3 separate regions of the Mus musculus genome follow, and all the other regions are linked to region 3. The links are chromatin contacts, called in public HiChIP or PLAC-seq and promoter capture Hi-C maps. All regions are on one chromosome and are shown on one strand. Each heading gives the region's core, a stretch centred on a gene start, on an enhancer-like site or on the middle of the called end of the contact. The rest is flanking DNA. Distances are from core to core; before and after follow the strand shown.

Evidence for each region. Promoter capture Hi-C pulls out the DNA fragments that hold promoters and counts their contacts. HiChIP or PLAC-seq counts read pairs in DNA pulled down with a chosen protein or histone mark.
Region 1: a promoter capture Hi-C map of pre-B cells shows a contact between it and region 3. The contact joins the promoter of Vps33b here to the enhancer-like site in region 3. A contact is called at or near these places in 2 of 39 promoter capture datasets (liver and pre-B cells), 1 of 15 datasets of contacts at CTCF or cohesin (the NIH/3T3 cell line), 3 of 115 datasets of contacts at active chromatin or transcription factors (bone marrow-derived macrophages, microglia and pancreatic cancer cells) and 2 of 9 other capture datasets (adipose tissue and liver).
Region 2: a FOXA1 HiChIP or PLAC-seq map of pancreatic cancer cells shows a contact between it and region 3. The contact joins two enhancer-like sites.

What each region holds. Positions count from the first base shown.
Region 1 is chr7:80,268,078-80,270,973 of GRCm38.p6, reverse strand. Vps33b (vacuolar protein sorting 33B) reads right to left here and starts at 1,319. Exons shown (of 23, transcript NM_178070.4): 1 at 895-1,319. The coding sequence starts at 990.
Region 2 is chr7:80,207,552-80,210,251 of GRCm38.p6, reverse strand. The region is part of intron 1 of Sema4b (sema domain, immunoglobulin domain (Ig), transmembrane domain (TM) and short cytoplasmic domain, (semaphorin) 4B); the gene reads right to left. Among named protein-coding and RNA genes, the nearest start is that of Sema4b, 10 kb to the right of the region's middle. Within about 2 kb of position 1,266, at least 237 of the 459 cell types and tissues checked have an H3K27ac peak or open chromatin away from gene starts, as enhancers often do. A contact at or near this core is called in pancreatic cancer cells, where this site is marked.
Region 3 is chr7:80,059,289-80,062,056 of GRCm38.p6, reverse strand. All of the region lies in intron 1 of Zfp710 (zinc finger protein 710), which reads right to left. Among named protein-coding and RNA genes, the nearest start is that of Gm51449, 4.4 kb to the right of the region's middle. Within about 2 kb of position 1,471, at least 108 of the 459 cell types and tissues checked have an H3K27ac peak or open chromatin away from gene starts, as enhancers often do. A contact at or near this core is called in adipose tissue, bone marrow-derived macrophages, microglia and 2 more, where this site is marked.

The sequences.
Region 1 (2,896 bases), core at 70-2,569, 210 kb before region 3:
CTAGCCTGCTGTCCAATTGCTCTTCGTTACAAACCACTATGGCAAACATTGCTTCACACTACAAATGGGTGTGGGTCTTCAGCCTGCTGTGTAATTTGTTTGTTTGGGTTTGATTTTTGTTGTTTGTTTGTTTTTCAAGACAGGGTTTTTCTATGTAGCCCTGGCTGTCCTGGAACTCACTCTGTAGATCAGGCTGGCCTCAAACTCAGAGATCTGCCTGCCTCTGCCTGTGAAGGAATGAATGCACTGGGATTAAAGGTGTGTACGACCACCCTTTCTTTCCCATGGGGAACAATGGATGAAACCGAGAACCCTGCCTGGGCAATTGTCTAACCACTGAACTTTATTTCCAACCTACAGTGTAACTTCTGTTAGCTCTTTCCTCTGCTCATGCACCGGTCCTTCCCTGCTAGGCTTCCCATCTAGCAGCCCAACTGCCTGAATGTGCACGATGTTCCTGCTCCAGAGAAAGCATGTCTATTCTTCAAACTCTAGATCTCAGGAAACTCTTAGATCGCCCCAGCTGTTGTTTATTCTAAACTTTTCCGGAAGTCTAGAATTCACTTACCATCCAGCACCCTTTAGGGGTCATTATTTCATAGGGCATCTCCTGGAATGTAACTAGTGACAGAGGTATTTCAACTGTATTTCCATCTCCAGTGATGCCTGGCACAAGTGTGTCTTTTTCATTTGCACAGAGGCTGGCAATTTCCATTTATTCTCTGGCCAGGTCTCAAGCAACTGTTACTACTCTGGTTTTTCCTGTTGACCGCCCCATTTTGGATCTGTCTCAGAAGCTCAAAGAAAAAAAACCAAGGGACTCAGCAAGGAAGAAGTCACATTGAGGGCCACACTGTTGACGCAGTAAAGGCGCCGGCCACGGCAGGCACTGACCTGTTCTAGCAGATAGATGAGCTGGTCCCGAGCCAGCCTCTTGAGCATAGAGAAGTCGGGAAGCTCAGGGGCGTCCAGCCGATGGGGAAAAGCCATGGCAGCGGTCACCTGAGCCACCGTGTGAGAGCAGCAGAATTCTCCCTGTTCTGCAAAGGCCGGCGACAGCCCAAGGTGTTACTGCAGGCTGGTACCCCGCTTGCCTGGGCTCTGGATCCCAGGACCCCCAAGGGGCCCTCGCTCCTCTGCCGTACTCGACGGATGAATGACCGACCACCTCCCGGACGGACGGCCACAGGCTCAGGCGACTCTCCTTGGAGACCTATAGTCACTGGTCCCGCCCGAGTCCACTCAGCCTGTCAGCAGGATTCCCAACGACATCCGCACACTCGGCAGCGTGCCGGGGAACCCCGCCTCCTACCCAGAGAAAAGCCACTTCCTAGACATCCCGGAAGTCCGGGTCTCCCAGTTAGCGATTAGAGCACTAGAAGGGGACGGCGGCCGGGAAGGGACATTTGAAAACGGGAGTGAATCTTTTCACAGGTTTACTTTGTGTGAATGTGAGCGGTGTGTGTGTTTGAAACCTAGTCTGCAGAGCACAGTGTGTGTGTGTGTGTGTGTGTGTGTGAGAGAGAGAGAGAGAGAGAGAGAGAGAAACCTAGTCTACAGAGCGCTGATTGCTGGAGTCTCAGCTGTTAATTTAGTCTCCAACTATTCAGTCCTTAGCTTCCTGGTAATAGAAGGTAAGCGAGCAGTGTAAAGAGGAATGAATGTGTTAGACTATGAAAGTTAAGGCTTGCCAGCTGTAACCCTTGGCTATTGGAGTTCGATTTGTTAATGGCCATTATGGAAGAAATGAATAAGCTTGTGGCACAATCATGCTACAAAACAACTGTACAAATTAAAGAGGCAAAATACAGAAGTAGTCAGCTGGTAGTGGTGCACGCCTTTAATCCCAGCCATTGGGAGGCAGAGGAAGGTGAATCTCTAAGTTTGAGGCCAGCCTGTCCTACAGAGTGCGCTCCTGGACTACCAGGACCACACAGAGAAACCCTGTCTAGAAAAACCAAAACAAAAATCAAAAACAAGCAAAAACACAGAAACACATCTATATAGTGTTGTTTACATAGAATTTGTTTATGAAACAAGGTCACAATATGTAGGCCATGCTGTCTATTGCAGATAGGAGCTGACTGGGGAAATCAATAAATGAAATAATGGGAGAAAGGGTGAGGTATAATACTTTGTTGTTTAAAAAAGAAAGAAAACAAAGGCAGTCTGTCATCTTGGTGGGTGTCTGTAAACCCAACCCTTCGAAGCAGAGAGAGGGATCAGGAGTTCTCGGCTACTCTGGTCTCCACAGAAAGTTGAGGGAAGCTGGGGTACAGCTCAGTGAATGAAAGGGTGGAGACTAGAGTTTGGATCCCCAGCACCCACAAACATGCTAAGGGGGTGTGACATCAGCTCAGTAACTTCAGCACTCCAAAGTCAGAGGCTGGGGATCCCTCAGGCAAGCTGTCTAGCTAGACTAACCTAATCACCTGGCTCTGGGTTCATCAGAAAACCCTGACTCAAAAGGTTAGCTGGAGAGCTAGCAAGGACTCCACCCCAACCTCTGGCCAACCCCTTCCCTGCCTCCCCAACTCCCACTCCCTCAAAGCAGAAACTCACCTGGGACAAATGACCCAGCTTCTAAAAATAACTAGCAAAGAGGAAAAGATGTGAGAGGTGAGACTTAAGGTATAGGAAATATATTGAGGCCAGGTATAGTAAAAATTTTGGAATTTTGGTTTTTTTTTTTTAATGGAAATATAAGAACACGTTTTCGTTCTAATCCCAGGTGTGGGATATGAGGCTGCTTCAGATGGTTCGCATCAACCATGATTTGCCTTGTGCTCTGGCAAGGGCATGACTTTGCCAGCTGCAGATAGTTTGTGTGTGACATTTGGAATTCTGGTGTCTTTTCAGAGGGTATAAATGCTAGGGCCCCAAGAGGCATGATGGG
Region 2 (2,700 bases), core at 17-2,516, 150 kb before region 3:
GCAATGTGAGGATGACTTCATGTGTGTCTGCGTGTCCCGTGTCTTTACATACCCTCAGCCTGGTTCCAGGAAGAGGTAAGGAAACACAAAGACAAGAAAGTGTTGAGATAGAAGCATTAAAATCACAGGCAGAGAAAAACCAATCTGAAGAAGACATCTAAACCAGAGAGAAAAGAGCGGTCACACAAGCAGGTCACAGGATCTTTACATAGCTATTGGGGTGGGTTGCAAATTTAGTACCAAGACTCCTGGTAGCCACGGAGAAAGGGGAAATGAAAAAACTTGGTTCTCACACTGTTCAAGAACAGGAAACCACACTAGCCCTTTGACGGAAGCTCAGCTTTTTTTTACCACACAGCACAGGGTGCTGAAGCAGCTCTCAGGTGGGGCTTCCCTAGTAAGCCTGCTGAGACACATGAGGTAGAGAGCAGCTCCAGTCACTGGACAACAGGGCCCCCACCGCTGCGCCCCAGAAGCTCTCCTGGGGAGGGATGCGGTGCAGAAGTTTGAGGACATTTGTATAGCTCTGTGGCTGAAGTCTTGACAAACTCCTAAAACCCAGAGTTACACACAGGGCTGCGCTAGAACTTTAAGGAACGGTCCTGCCTGAGGCCAGAGGCAGTTGAAACCTCTCTTTAAACCACCAAGAGCCTTTTCTCAAACTCAACTCCTGCAGCTCCAGAGACTTCCAACCCTTAGTACTTCGATAAATTGGGGGGCCAAGGAAAGTTCCAGCACCAATGCCAACCTCCCTAAACATCACCCGGACTCCAGGCCCTCCCAAGAGATTCTGAAACTGCTGGTCTGAGCCTCTTGACCAGCTCCCAGTGACTTAGGAGGAGGTAGCCCAAGGACTACACTCTGAGAAGCTCCAGGAGGCCCTTCTGTATGACACCCACTGAATTCACTGTGGCTTCCTGTGTGTATCACAGGGATAAGACAAAAAGTGAGGCTCACGAAGACTCTGGGAGATCAAGACACACAGCTCCTGCACCCCTTTATCTCTTGCACCCCTCAAGGTTTTCTGGAAGCACAGGCTGCCTTTGGTTTGCCAGAGCTTATCTGCCTGCACCGGAGGGCATTTCCACCTGGGTGGGACCTACAGCTCTAAGCGGGAAGCCACCCTTGGGTTCTGTCCAGAAACAGAAATGCCAAGAGTCCGAGATAAGCACAAGTCCCAGGTGGCAGCTCAACACCCCCTCCACTTCAGCCTGGGTGGATGGCAAGCTGCCCAGGGTCCCTCAGACAAAGTCAAGCCAGGCTGGAGGGGAAGCCCAGGGGCCAGCGGCTCAGGACTCTCCATATCTGCTGGAAACACACCGAACAGAATGACCAAGGGAAGGGAAGTGGACTATGCCTTGAACTGAGCACAGTCCCTTCACAGCATGCCCTCTCATGCTGGGACCGCCCTCCATCCCTGCCCTCAGCCCGCCTCCCTTCTACCCTGGGCCTCAAACTTAAGAGTCATGGTGCGCTGCTGATGAACCCGGCTGTGGACCTCACTATTCCCCACTGGTTATCTCACAGGACAGACTGAGAACATATACAGGAGTCAAAGACCTGGTTCAAACCCAGCCTCTGCCACTCATAAGGACAAGCCACTTAACCTCTCAGAGCCCCACTTTCCTTATCTGCAAAATGGGGACAATAATAGCCCTCTGCCTCATAGAGTTGTTATGAGAAGAAACGAGATTACGTATGTAAATAATAATGTACATAATAACCCACACTTACTGAGAGCTTTACTCAAAACAACCTTACACACGTTTCCCCTGCGCTGGCATGGTGCCTGGCACACGATCAACACTCGAGTAGCTCAAAAACAAAATCCAAAAGCCCTGCAGGAAAATCCAGCCGGGCAAGCCGCAGAGGGCAGGGCAGGGGGTGCGGCCTCCCTTCTGAGAGCTTACAGCATCAGCCCATTCCACCTGAGCCCGAGTGTGCCCACAAGGGTCTTGTGATCAGATCAGCTAGAAACAGACCGTGTGCTACAAGCACGAATTGGGTGCTGTGACCGCCCAAGCTCCCACGTGTCTGGGGGCCACCTCAACAAAGTGGCTGTGTAGACGTCTGTGTAGAGGGCCCTGCCCGAGCCTGCCCATGTCTGTGTGTCTGTGTGCCTATGCGCACGGAACCTTGAGGCCTGTCCAGGCTTGTGCAGGAGTGCCTGGTGCTCTTTGTGCAGAGGTGACTGGAGAGGTGGAGGTGTGTGTGTGTTCTCTGTTGTGCTACAGAGCATGTTCCACCTGGTCGCCTGGCTGTGAATACGGCTCAGGTATTCTCCCTGTTTCCCTATGCGGGGCTTAACCCTAACTAGAAACCCTGGCTGCTGTCCCAATCAGGATTGAACCTTTCTAGGGGGCCCCAGGCATCTTAAGCTAGTGGCTGCCCAGGAGCTGGGGCTCCCCCAAGGGCCTCTGCTCCCCATGAGTTCTCCATCCTTCAAGAAAGTAGGATAGAGCTATCAGTCTAGGGCAGACACCTGCAGGATCCCACACCCCAACCTAGCAGGAAGTGATGCGGGAATTCCTCAGCCCCCAGCCTCACAGAGACTCTCCCTCTCCCTGTGACTCAGCCGGAAGCTTGGAACTTTCTGGGTTAAAACAGGAATAGGGATCAGCCCCACCCTAGGCAGTGCTGACTCAAGAGTCCCACCCCACTTTGCTCTGCTCTGTGACTCCTGAGCCACCAGTGAGACGC
Region 3 (2,768 bases), core at 222-2,721:
TCATCCTTGGCTACAAAGTGAGTGCAGGCTAGCCTGGGCTACAAGTGAGGCCCTATCTCAAAAACAAACAAATAAAGCAGGGCTGGGGAGATGTCTGCTATGCAATCATTGGGACCTGAATTAAGAAACCCAGAAGCTGGGATGTCACCTAGACCTGTAGCCCCATGACCCCTGGGGCCTGCTGCCTGCCAGGCTCACTCTTAGCTTAGTGAGGAGACACTCTGTCACAGAAAGATGGTAGAGTGTGATAAGGCAGACGCCCGATGCTCCCTGGCCCATGTGCCTAGGTGTGTGCACACGAGCACACACACAAACACATACCACATATACACACACACCGCACATATACACACAATACATAATTAAGAACAACAAAGTTCCCCTTTGTTTTGAAAAGGCTTTAAGGAATTCTGCTGACAGGCTACAGGAGCACCAGTGTCTAGAAATGAAAACACAGCTACTTCTGAGATGACAGAGAAAAACAGCCCACAATTGGGTCCTGACCTCTTGGTGTCCTGGGAGGAGTTTGAGACGAGGACAGAAAAATGTCATTCGGTGGGACCTTCAGAGACTGTAATCTACACTCTTAAAAAGTCTTGTATTATTTTTTGTGCATGAGTGTTTTGCCTGCATGTGTATCTGTACACTGTGTGCCTGGTGCCCTTGGAGAACAGAGGAGTGTGTCCGATCCTCGGGAACTGACTGGAGCTATAGACAGGTGTGAGCTACCGTGTGGGTGCTGGGAACCAAACCCGGGGGCTTTTACCCCGAGCCATCTCTGCGGCCCTTCAATCCCTTTTTGAAATAAGTAACAAAAACAATCATAGCTTGGTACTCAGTTTGACGGTGAGCAAAATTAACCCAAAAATATGACTTTATGAAGAAGGAAAATGCGGTAGGATGCCATGAAGGAGATTCCTCATATACAAGAGGGTGGGCAGTGGTGGTACGTGTGTGTGTGTGTGGGGGGGAAGCCTACAGTGTGGGCATGTGTTCTCAAAGAGACTGAAGCACTGGGGTGTCACCCTGGGAGGAAGAGGCATGACCAGAGACCACACTGGGACCAGCTCCTCAGGAATGCTGGGAGGACTAGTGACACCATGGAGCTCTCGATGGCACACGTGTATGCCTGAGGTCTGGGTTTCCTCACAAGCCCCCAGCAGAGCCTGCTGGCTCACCTGGCATCATGGCCACCGTGCCTAAGAGGCTCTGGGTCTCACATGCACACTGGTACCTTCTCCCTTGCCAGCAAGTCAGCTAGGGCCTCAATAGTTCCCATCTTTTAAGTCTAATGCATGCTTGGTGCCATTTCCACCTGAATAGCGTCTCCTTTCCACCAGAGGAGTGGAGAAATGCAAAGCACACCAAAAACCTCCGGGACTGTAGAAATGTCAGGCAACACCCCAGTGTGCTCCATGGGACACAGCCCTGACCAAGGAGCCTTTGGACCCAACTCTAACAGGTGTGGCCACCTGGGTCTCAACTTGTGCAAGGTGCAGGGCATGAAAGAGGTGTGGCAGCTGATGGCCAAGGCAAGAGCAGGGTTAAAGTTGCAAGGTCGCCAGACGAGACCATACAGGGCAGGTACTCCACAGTACCTGGTTTCAGTCACCAAAGCTCAAAATTACGGCTAGATTACATCTGATATTCTCAGGCTCAGGGCTGTGCTGGGGTGACTCTGTGCTGGCCCCCAGCTGCCCCTGCAGGGAGTCCTACCTTATGTCACATGGCTGGGCCCTGTCCACTTCTGCCTCGTAGCCTGGATGTAGGCCGGGCTTCAACCTCTTAAACCCCTATCCATGAAATGAAGATAGCACACACCCAGCCATCCAGGTTGGCTATGGACCCAGTGAGATAACCTTTCCGGTCAGCTGGGTCCAGCTATAAATAAGTTAACTGAAGCAGGAGAGAGCATTCCATGACTCACAGGAGGTAAAAAACAAAGGCCATGCCTCCAACTGGCGATCCCTTTTCCCCTTGCAATTTTCCCGGATACACCTTTCAGCAGAGCTGTAAACCAGTAAACAACTTGAAGGTACTCAACCTGACAAATCCAGAGTCCTCTACAACACAGCTGGCTTGCACAGACTCTTCAAAGACAATGTCTCTCTCTCTCTCACACACACACACACACACACAACACACACACACACACACACACACAGAGAGAGAGAGAGAGAGAGAGAGAGAGAGAGAGAGAGAGAGAGAGAGAGAGAACGGGGGACTGGTCTGAGTCAAAAGCTAAAAAACAAAACCAAATGTACAGCACGGATAGGAAAGAGGCACCAGAGACACTTTCAGAGAAGCAGGAAAATTCACAAAGGATGATGTAATGGACGGTATCGCTGAGTAACAATGTTTCTAGGTGTGATCAAGATCCCAGGTGGGAAGCCCTGGCTCTGAGGAACAGCAAATATGTGGGATGGACCTCCATGATAGAGCGTCACCTGTCAGTCAATTTCACAATGAAGCCTTATGAGTAAATCAGGCCTTGTGGGCAGGCTGTGACTTGTTCCTTGGGTCTACTGGGCCTGGCTTTAGTTTCTTCTGCCCATGGCGGAGAGCAATGGTGTGTAAAGCAGGCTGCAGTGTTCCTAGTCTGCAGGGCAGATATTAAAAATGCTACATGGACCAAACAGTGGGATGACTAGGCAAGTGAGCGCTCAGACCTGTCAGGGAAGCCCAGCTGCTGCAGACAGAGAGGAAGTTGCAGAGTGGGCAACGGCTTGGTAGCTCTGCTGCTCAGCTCAGAACGGAGACTGGCCACC